Linked DNA regions of Arachis hypogaea: region 1 is linked to region 2. The links are chromatin contacts, called in public Hi-C maps. All regions are on one chromosome and are shown on one strand. The core of a region is the stretch at or near the end of the contact, and the rest is flanking DNA. Distances in the headings are between cores, read along the strand shown. Region 1 holds the start of LOC112801143. Region 2 holds the start of LOC112801138 (ATP-citrate synthase alpha chain protein 1).

Evidence for each region. A called contact is a pair of places that touch in the nucleus more often than the background predicts.
Region 1: a Hi-C map of leaf shows a contact between it and region 2, with 3 times the contacts expected there. The contact joins the promoter of LOC112801143 here to the promoter of LOC112801138 in region 2. A contact is called at or near these places in 4 of 8 Hi-C or Micro-C datasets (leaf and an unstated tissue).

Annotation. Positions count from the first base shown.
Region 1 is chr5:33,422,858-33,427,493 of arahy.Tifrunner.gnm2.J5K5, forward strand. It overlaps LOC112801143, which reads left to right and starts at 3,139. Exons shown (of 5, transcript XM_025843718.2): 1 at 3,139-3,694; 2 at 4,174-4,353. The coding sequence starts at 3,407. It overlaps LOC112801141 (a long non-coding RNA gene), which reads left to right. Exons shown (of 4, transcript XR_011881981.1): 2 at 218-328; 3 at 608-799; 4 at 1,029-1,350.
Region 2 is chr5:33,085,611-33,090,889 of arahy.Tifrunner.gnm2.J5K5, forward strand. LOC112801138 (ATP-citrate synthase alpha chain protein 1) reads left to right here and starts at 2,679. Exons shown (of 13, transcript XM_025843712.3): 1 at 2,679-2,830; 2 at 3,324-3,434; 3 at 3,754-3,930; 4 at 4,047-4,208; 5 at 4,331-4,411; 6 at 4,525-4,576; 7 at 4,700-4,814; 8 at 4,928-5,009; 9 at 5,207-5,279. The coding sequence starts at 3,336.

The DNA.
Region 1 (4,636 bases), core at 1,889-4,388, 340 kb after region 2:
GAAATAACGAACTAAAAGAAAAAGAAGAAAGTTAGTGCATAAAGAACTAATAAAGGTTTTCTCCCTTTACTATGTCTCGCGCTCACCGCTTTTCTCTTGATTTAATTTTTTGGCTTTGTTTTTGTCTTGAATTTGATCATTTTATTTTGATTGAATATTGTGGGGCTCATCATTTTGAAGCTAAGTTGTTCACCTCCATTCTTATGGATTTGATTAGGTTTCAAACATGCTGGCCTTACTGAAACGGGGAATAGGAGTGCATAGTTCTGGTTTAATTCCAATTCTAAAGGAAGTGATTGAGATTTTATTTCAAGAAGGACTAATAAAGGTTGGTAGATTTTATATACATTCATTTTGTAATTTGCTTAATTTATTTTTTCCAATATGATTTCATTTTTCCGGAAATGTAGTGTTAGAAATAAGGAGAATATCGGAGAATATATCATATCTTAGTATATTAAATTCTAGTTCTGTTATTTTATTTGCTTAAATAACTACGATTGCTACATTGTTGTTGTGCAGTCATTACTTCAAAATTTTAGAATCTGATTACTTGTTACCTGAACTCTTTCAAGAACTTGAAAATTTTAATACAAATGTTGTGCAGTCATTATCTCCAAATTACTGTCTTAGCGGACTTTGCAAGGGACTGTTTACAATAAAAATTCCCATGCAAATGATGAAATCTTGTTATTTGCTGCTGCAAGAGCACTCTCCAAATCACCTTGGTGAAGGTGATTTGTTTGTCATACTAGTCCCAAAAGTGCTTAATGTTACTGATGCCCAAAGCTTTATTCAGGTGGGCTTTCTTGTCTCTTTCATTATTAAAATAAATTGACTTAAAAAGTAGCAAGAGAAGTTGCATCAAGTTGATGGTCTTCAAATATATGAACCTTGAATGAATTGTTTGATCAATTGCAACTTTACATAGTTTCATATTTTCAGTTTTCTATATATTTGATTCAAATACAGTGCATTATGTGAAATTGGGTGGTACTAAACAATCTTTCCTTGTTCATTTGTGTTAGAGTTTGGAGCCTGCTACTTGGAGAAAGTTGAAAATAAAAGGGAAGATGTATCACAAAGTTCCCTGATAATCTTCAAGCATTGCCGTCGTATCTTGCCAGATCATGAGAAGTGTCTGCTATCTCTGGGGAAATGCCACACTTAGTTGGTGCATTTTATAACACTATTGTTCAATATTTAGTTGTGGGTATTTTATGTATCCAATTTGTATATATAAACTTTTATTTTATTAGTTATGGTAATCATGTATTAAAAGTATATAGATATTATTTGAAGTATAATTTTTAATATATTAAAACTGTTCAATTAGACACTATTAAATAATAGTTAGTTACAAATTTTTGAAACAAAAATAAAAAAAAGTTATGTTAGCCACTGCAAAAAAAAAAAAAAAAAACACTCAAATGGTGCTTATTTGCGTTGATCGTTTACTCAGCTATGAATTCTCCTCGATGTTGCGTTTTTCTTCTTCAATTGTTTTTCTTTACACTTCGTATCTGTCATTTTTGTTCTCTGATCTAGTTTTTTTTTCCAATTTTTTAAGGAATTTTTTTTTTAATTTTGTTAAAGTATGGGTACTTGAGCAGTTACACAGAATGAGATACCAAGAAGAACAAATAAATGGAATTAGAAATCATACTTATTTTTTTTGTATATAGCCTTAACATTAAAATTGAAATTAGTGCTATTTTTTATACTAAAACAGAATTCTAATTCTCTAAAGATTATTCCAAGGGTTAATCATTATTCTCAAGAATGATAGGACATTAAAAAAATTTCTACGTATTAATTTATGTTACAAATATGTAAAAAATAGAAATAACATTAATATATTCAAACATATAAATAGAAAGTAAAGAAAAAAAAGGTTAAACCAATGAGTAATAGTTCAAATGGTATAGTCTTTTCATACTCAATTAAGATGTTGTGGGTTTGCGTCTTCTATCTTTGGTAAAAAAATAAAAATAAAAATAAAAAAAGTTAAATTCTCTATATTTTCAGTGAAATTATAAATTAGTAAATTACAAATTTTAATTTTTTTTTTAGGGATTCAATATTTCAATTACAAATTTTTAAAGGATAAGGACCAATTTGTAATTTCAGTAAAAGTGTAGGGACTAATTGTGTAATTTAACCAATAAAAAAATAATTTTTTTATAAGTAAATTAATTGTATAAAATAAAATATAATTGACATGACATAATATTTATATGACATAGTTGTTAAAATAATAAATGAAAATGACATTAATTCATCATAAAAATATGAGTTATATATATATATATATATATATATATATATATATATATATATAATCATACCAATGGATTGAATACATACAAAACTTTAATCATGTATAAAATTCATACAATTATATTATCATACCAATCGATTAATACGAAAATATCTTTAGTCACCTACAAAATTCAAACGATTGAATAAGAAAATACCATCATTGTTTTGTGAAATTCAATCGATTGAATTTTGAAGAAATATGCGATATTTTGAACATAATGAATCAAGAAAAAAAAAAACAATTCTAACTGGTATTGTCAAAATATTTATGAAAGTCACTATTAATGGAACATCTATTTTGTTGTTGGTTTTGTTTCTAATTGTTAATAAACATAATAGACAAATAATAAAATAATAATTTATAAAATAAAGGGTAAATATAATAATTAAATAATATATAAAAATTAAGTTGTAGTTAAAATTAAATAAGAATTATTTAATAATAATTAAAAAACTTTTAAAATATGTTTTGGACTTGTTATTTTTAGAAAATAATTTTTTTAATGATCTTCTTAAAAAAATATTTTTTACAAAAATAAAAATAATTTTATGTTTGAATATCTCTTATAAAAATATTTTTGTCTATCATTATATTTAGATAAAATAAGATAAAAATATTTTTTTATTTATTTATTATGTAAAAAATATTCTTTTAAAAATTTTTAAAAAAATATAAATTATAATTTCTCACAAAAAAAATAATTTTTTATCTTTTAATATTTTTTATTATTAAAAATTTATTAAATATAATAAAAAAATAATATCTCATTAAAATTTTTTTTTATCAATTTAATAGACCTAAAGAAATATTTTATTTTGGGACTCGCAGATCCTATGCCATCTCATATTGTAGAAGAGTCTGGAAGCTCAACCACAGAACAATAAGAATGAATTGTCTCTTTTTTCTTTTAAAAAGAGTAAACTGTGATTTCTTAACAAGCCAAAGAATCCATTTCCCTTGCCAAGAGAAAAAAAAACGTCAGAACTCACAAGTTACAACAAACCCGAGTAGTCCTAACCCCTCACCTCACTTCTTTCCGTTATCATCCAAACAAGCCCCAATCACACTGAACCTTGAGAGAAAATGGTGGTGGTGATAGAGCAGCAAGAGAATGAGGATCGAAACGCAAATCCCTCCAATACTGCTGGTAACGATGCTTCCGACGGTTTTGAAACGGCCAGCGACACCGACCTGGGCAGCGAAACCGGAGGTGATGACGTTGGCGCTAGCAGCCATGATCAACAGCTCGAACAACAGCAACATCAACAACAGCAGCCGAAGCCAGAGCATTCGGAGCCGGAACCTGAACAGAGTGTTTCTCCAAGTAATAGTTTTTCTAGAGATCCCTTGATCATTGAGGAATTGGAGAAGGTTTGGTTTCAAAATTTTAGGGTTTTGATAATTTTGCATTAAATTTGGTTTCTTCTTTTAGTGTGATCATGTTCTTTGGTAGTAATTACTGTTTCTTAATTTCATTTTTCAGTGTTTTTATTTATTAAAATGGTTTATAATAAAAAATTTACTGATTCTTTATTTTAATGGAGTGGTTTGATGCTATTAGGTTGCATAATAATATAGGGAGTTTGAGTTTGAGCAGTAGTGCTTTATAAACTGCACTAGAGAACATGTGAAGTCTCAAGATTATGTTCAATTGGTTAAGCAGACTAATTGTCTTCAGACTATGATTGTAAAGTTGTTGAATCAAAATATTTTTTTTAACTAAAAACATGATCTATTATCTACATAATGGTCCTGGTCTAAATTGAACCATTTGATGTGGTATTTAAAACATGCATATTCATTTTTAAGGTTAAAAATACACAAAATAGTGCTGATGCCACTTGCTGCAGAAAGCATTGGTTCAAGCAAATGAGGCAAAGGCAGAAGGGAATAAGCTTTTTGTGGATGGGAAGTATGAGGAAGCATTATCCCAGTATGAACTTGCTCTACAAGTTGCACCTGACATGCCTTCATCTGTTGAAATACTCTCAATATGTCATGCAAACCGTGCTGTGTGCTTTCAGAAACTGGTATGGTGTTCTTTCTTACTATTAATGAGAATAGCATTTGTTAGCACCTTCCCCTATCAATTATTATGTTGTAAATCAGATGGACTATTTATCTCTATTTTTTATTTTCTTCTTTCTAAAAAGCTTGATAACCTATGTCTAGTGGTATGTGGGATTTGCCTACTAATTTGGAAGTGTATGATTAGGTATTTTTTTTATGTTTATTATTTGGACAGCTAAATTGTCATTACTCTTGAATTTAAAAGTTTTATTATACAGAAAAGAGGGAATGTATAATTCTGGA
Region 2 (5,279 bases), core at 1,429-3,928:
AGATTCCTGTTAGGCTGGTACAACAAAAATATATTTATTTGTTAATTATACATTTTAGTTTAAATGAATAAAGATTATAACAAATAATTATTTATTAACTATACTACTATACGTACATAAATAAAAAAATAAAATAAAAGATACTATATTATACTCTTTATTTACTAATTTAAATAATCTAAATATGGTCATAAATAAAAAATAAAATAAAATATAATAATATTATTATCCTTGCTTGATAGTTATCATAACAAATAACCGAACAAAATTCTTTTTGATATTCATATTATTAAAAAATATTCATTAATTCTTCAAGTTAACTAAATATAAATTAAAATAAAAATATATTGTGACAACAGAAAATTAAAATACAAGAACAAGAATTTGAAAAATAATAATATTTATCAAATCTATAGAAAAATAATCACAGTATAACAAAATATTCAAAAAATTTATACGACCATATTTATATTATTTCTTTGTTTATTAATTACAAATATAAAATAAAATAATAACATACTGAAAAAATAAAAATATTATCCACAAATAGTTTAATATTTATATTATTTATTAAATTTAATGATTACAAATTTAAATAGCATAATAATATTAAATACAAATAAAGATAATAATATTAAAATAATATGTTATATCATGATACTATTAACACACAAAAAAATTAATATTAACTAAAATTAAAAAAATAAATTACAAAAAAATTATCAATTTATATAAATTAGATAATCCAAATAATTGATAATATATTTTTTAAGTACGGTATAATTATCTACCATTTTTTATTAATACAAATTGATATTTTTTATGTATAATCATTTTTAAATACATTACTAACACACTACTAACTCTTTTCTTCTTCACTTTAGACTTCTCTCTCAAACTCACTCTCTTCAAGTTGAATGCATCAAATGGGGGAGAGTTGGGCTCTATTTAAAGAGCTTCAGCCTGCATTACTAGTTTTCAGAGAAAGGAGCGGTCTTCTACATGCAGACCACTTCTATCACGCCTTTTTTGTGTTAAAAGAACACCTATAACTTCTCAAAAACGTATGTAAATTCCTGCAAAAACTGATTGTAGTCCTGACGCAACATGCAGCTACTATGCTGCGGGATGCTGTCACGATGCTGCTAACGGTGTTTCACCACGCCTCCTATGTGTGTTGAGAGCTGCACCCACAAACCAGCAAAATATTCTAATATCAATATTAGGCAAAAACACAATATTACTCTTTATATGAAAAATAAATTCAGAAAAATGAATCCAAAATTTAATCATAATTTTATTTTTTCAATTATTTACAAAATTTTATTTTTTCTCCCCATCTAAATGTACAAAAATTTTTTTTCTTTGCAATTTTTTTCTAAATCCAATGAGGCAAAATTTAAATACTCAAATTCCTTCTCAATTTTAAGTCGCATCCTATTTATAAATTTTATTTTTTTCTCAAATAACAGAAGTTTATGATCACTTTCATTTTTATTTTTTACCCTATTTAATCCAACAGTTGAAAAATATAAGTATATCATTTAATCTATTTTTTAATGTGTAATGTGTTTTTTTTAATGTTATGCTTAATTAAGTAACATTTTAAAATTTATTTTTATTAGTGTGTCTTTTAAATATAATATATAATTATTAATTTTGTAATTTTATATTTTATATTTTTATTTTAATTAAATTTTTATAATTTAATTAAAATAAATTGAAATAATTAAAAAAATTAAAAATTAAATTAAAATGAAATCAAGCATTAGAGACTTAGAGCACAACTGACAAATCTCAAATTGAGTTTTAAATCAAATTTTATAATATATGGCCTCTAAATACTTATGTAGTATTTTATGAGATCCAAAATAAACTAAACTAAAATCAAGCATCGAAAATACTCTAAAGGATCAATATTTTTAGTAAAAAAGAGAGTTGCTTAATATTATTGATTTAATATAAGATAAAATATATATAAAAAAAATACTAGTGACTTAAAATTTAATTTTTCATTTTTCAATGACTATGAAAAATATTGGCTTGATTTTCATGCATCATTAAAATCAATCTATACTGTTACATCAATAAAAATAATCAATTATCAAATTTATTATTTAAAAATTATTTAAATACATAAATTTAATGAAATAATCATATAAAGATATTGTAAATGAATTAAAATTAAGAAAAATGATAATATTATTTTTTTCTATAAATTTTTACAAATATATAATGTAAAATAATTATGTGAAAAGTGATATTATAAAAAATGAGAGTGAAAATATTATTTTTCTAAGGTTAATTCATAAATTCATCACATTTTTTTAACAAATTAACTTATCGATAGCAATATCTCAAATTAGTTTTTCAAAAATAATTTGTTGAATAATTTAATTTTTAACAAATTTTAATTATTAAATTAATCCTTAACCTTTTATTTTGTTAGATAAGTTAATCCTTATATTAAAATTGAATAAGTTAGACAAATTAATTTATATTAAAGATATAAGAGTATATAAATTTTTTTTATATCAATCTCTTTATATAAATATATACTATAATATAAAAAAATTAACTTATCTAACAAAAAGAAAATTTAAAACTAATTTAATAATTAAAATTTATTGACAACTAATTCAAACATATTACTCTATCTGAAAATAAATAACAAAGTTGTAGGATGAACTTAATAGCACGCCAGCAACAAGCAGCATAGTGTAGACAAACAACCCCAACCATTAAGGTACATGGAACTTTGAAACAACGTTAAGTGGTTACATTGGTCCAAGAAGGAGGAGAGGAAGAAGAAGAGGGGGTAGATTAGTAGGTAGGTACCACATGTTTATGTGTTGTTTGTTTGTTTGTTCCAATTTCTGAACTCTTTTACTATTTGGCTACCTTCTTCTCTAATTCACCAACCAACTACCCATCATTTTCTTTCCCATTTATTTTTCGCTCTCTTTTTTTCCGCTCTCTCTCTATATATATACACCCATCACGCCCCTCTCATCATTCCTTCACCTCTCGGTTAGATCTAACTATCCACACCCCCCTTTGTTGTTTCATCTCTCTGTTTTGGTAAATCCTAGATCTTCAATCTCCCCCTCTTTTTGTTTCTGTTTAATCTTAAAGCTTCGATTTTGATCCACTTTTTGAGGTCCCATTGAGCTCATTTCGAATGGGTTTGCATGGCTTTAATGAGATTTTGTTTTGTGGATTGGTAGCGCTTTTGGCAATTCAGATCTGTTTATAATGGATAATTCATAATTGGGTTGTTTTCCTGTTTTGGAATTTTTTGTGCTTTCGGTTTATTGAAATAGGTTGAGATAGAAATGGCGCGCAAGAAGATCAGAGAGTATGACTCCAAGAGATTGTTGAAGGAGCACTTTAAGAGACTCTCTGGCCGAGACTTGCAGATCAAGTCTGCACAAGTGAGTACTTTTATCTTTTGTGTGCAGAATCATGAAGTTTTAGTTACAATGTGGATATGATGCATGGTTTTGTTTTAACTATATAGCTGAACCTACATCAATTCAAATTGGTTTAGTGGCAAAACAACATACTCTTAATTTGATTGTAATAGGAAATGTTTCAGTTGTGATTGAAGCTAGTTAATATGCTATGTTATGTGCATATAACGGGAAAAAGAAAATCATTTTTTCAGTGATAGTTACAATCATAAATGTGATTGGGTGTGGTGTGCATATCAAGGTTGGTTGAGTAATGATTTTGTTGTGGTTTGTGCCTCAGGTTACATCATCCACTGATTTCGCTGAGCTTCAAGAGAAGGAACCTTGGCTTTCATCTTCAAAATTGGTTGTGAAGCCTGATATGTTGTTCGGGAAGCGTGGCAAGAGTGGCTTGGTTGCCTTGAATTTGGATTTGGCACAAGTTGCTTCATTTGTGAAAGAGCGACTTGGAACCGAGGTGCTTTGCCCCTCTACCCGCGAAACCTTTCATTTCTCTGTTGTCCTCAGTATTTTGGTTCCACTCTAGTGTTTGATGCTTTTGGACTTTCGGTCATGTCTTTCTCTTAAATATAGGTTGAGATGAGTGGTTGCAAAGGACCCATAACAACTTTCATTGTTGAACCTTTCGTCCCCCACAAAGAAGAGTTTTACCTTAACATTGTATCCGAGAGGCTTGGGAACAGCATAAGCTTTTCAGAATGTGGAGGAATTGAAATCGAAGAAAACTGGGATAAGGTAGCGCAATGCATATCCTTCACATTACAAATTAGACACTCGATATATTTTCTGTGAAAAAAATCTTTCCTTATAATCCATAACCTACACTTACAAAGTGTTTTTTTTTATATATATTTCAGGTTAAGACTGTATTTGTTCCAACTGGAGCGTCTTTCACATCTGAAACTATAGCCCCACTTGTTGCAACCCTTCCCTTGGAGGTAATTAAACACTTTATTTTATTTTATTTTTATATGAACATAATGTCTTGATTCGAGATGTAATTCTATTGAAATATGTGATTTAATACTCTTATGTAATTCTTTCCTTACAGATCAAGGGAGAAATTGAGGAATTTCTCAAGGTGGTTTTCAATATATTTCAAGGTATAGAATATATATACCACTGGATGGGATTGCATGATCAACTTTATTAACGTTTACATTTAAATTTAAATTTTCTAACCTTCCATTATTTGATTCACTTACTTTACTTTTCTTTTGTGTTAGACCTGGATTTCACTTTCTTAGAGATGAACCCATTCACATTGGTTGATGGAAAGCCTTATCCTTTGGATATGAGAGGCGAACTAGACGACACTGCTGCTTTCAAGAACTTCAAGAAGTGGGTTCCTCCCCTTTAACGAATGCCAACTATTATGATCTAGGATAGGATCCTATATTTCTAGTTTGAGGCAAGGAGTTGATGGATAACATACCTCATCATATTTGTTGCAGATGGGGAGACATTGAATTCCCATTGCCATTTGGAAGGGTTATGAGTGCCACTGAAGCTTTCATTCATGGATTAGATGAAAAGGTGATTAAAAGTGCTGCCCTTGTAGGTCCTTAATTAGTATGTAATGTTATCTCTTGGCTTGTATTTTATCCATGTCTATCAAATTCCCGATACTAATCTCTCAGCAGTCATCAATAGTTTAATGATGATGGGAATAACACTATTGCTTCTAGTTATGATGATAACAGTTAATTTTTTCATGTATTTAACATTGGCAGACAAGTGCATCTTTGAAATTCACAGTGCTGAACCCAAAGGGCCGAATTTGGACAATGGTAGCTGGTGGAGGTG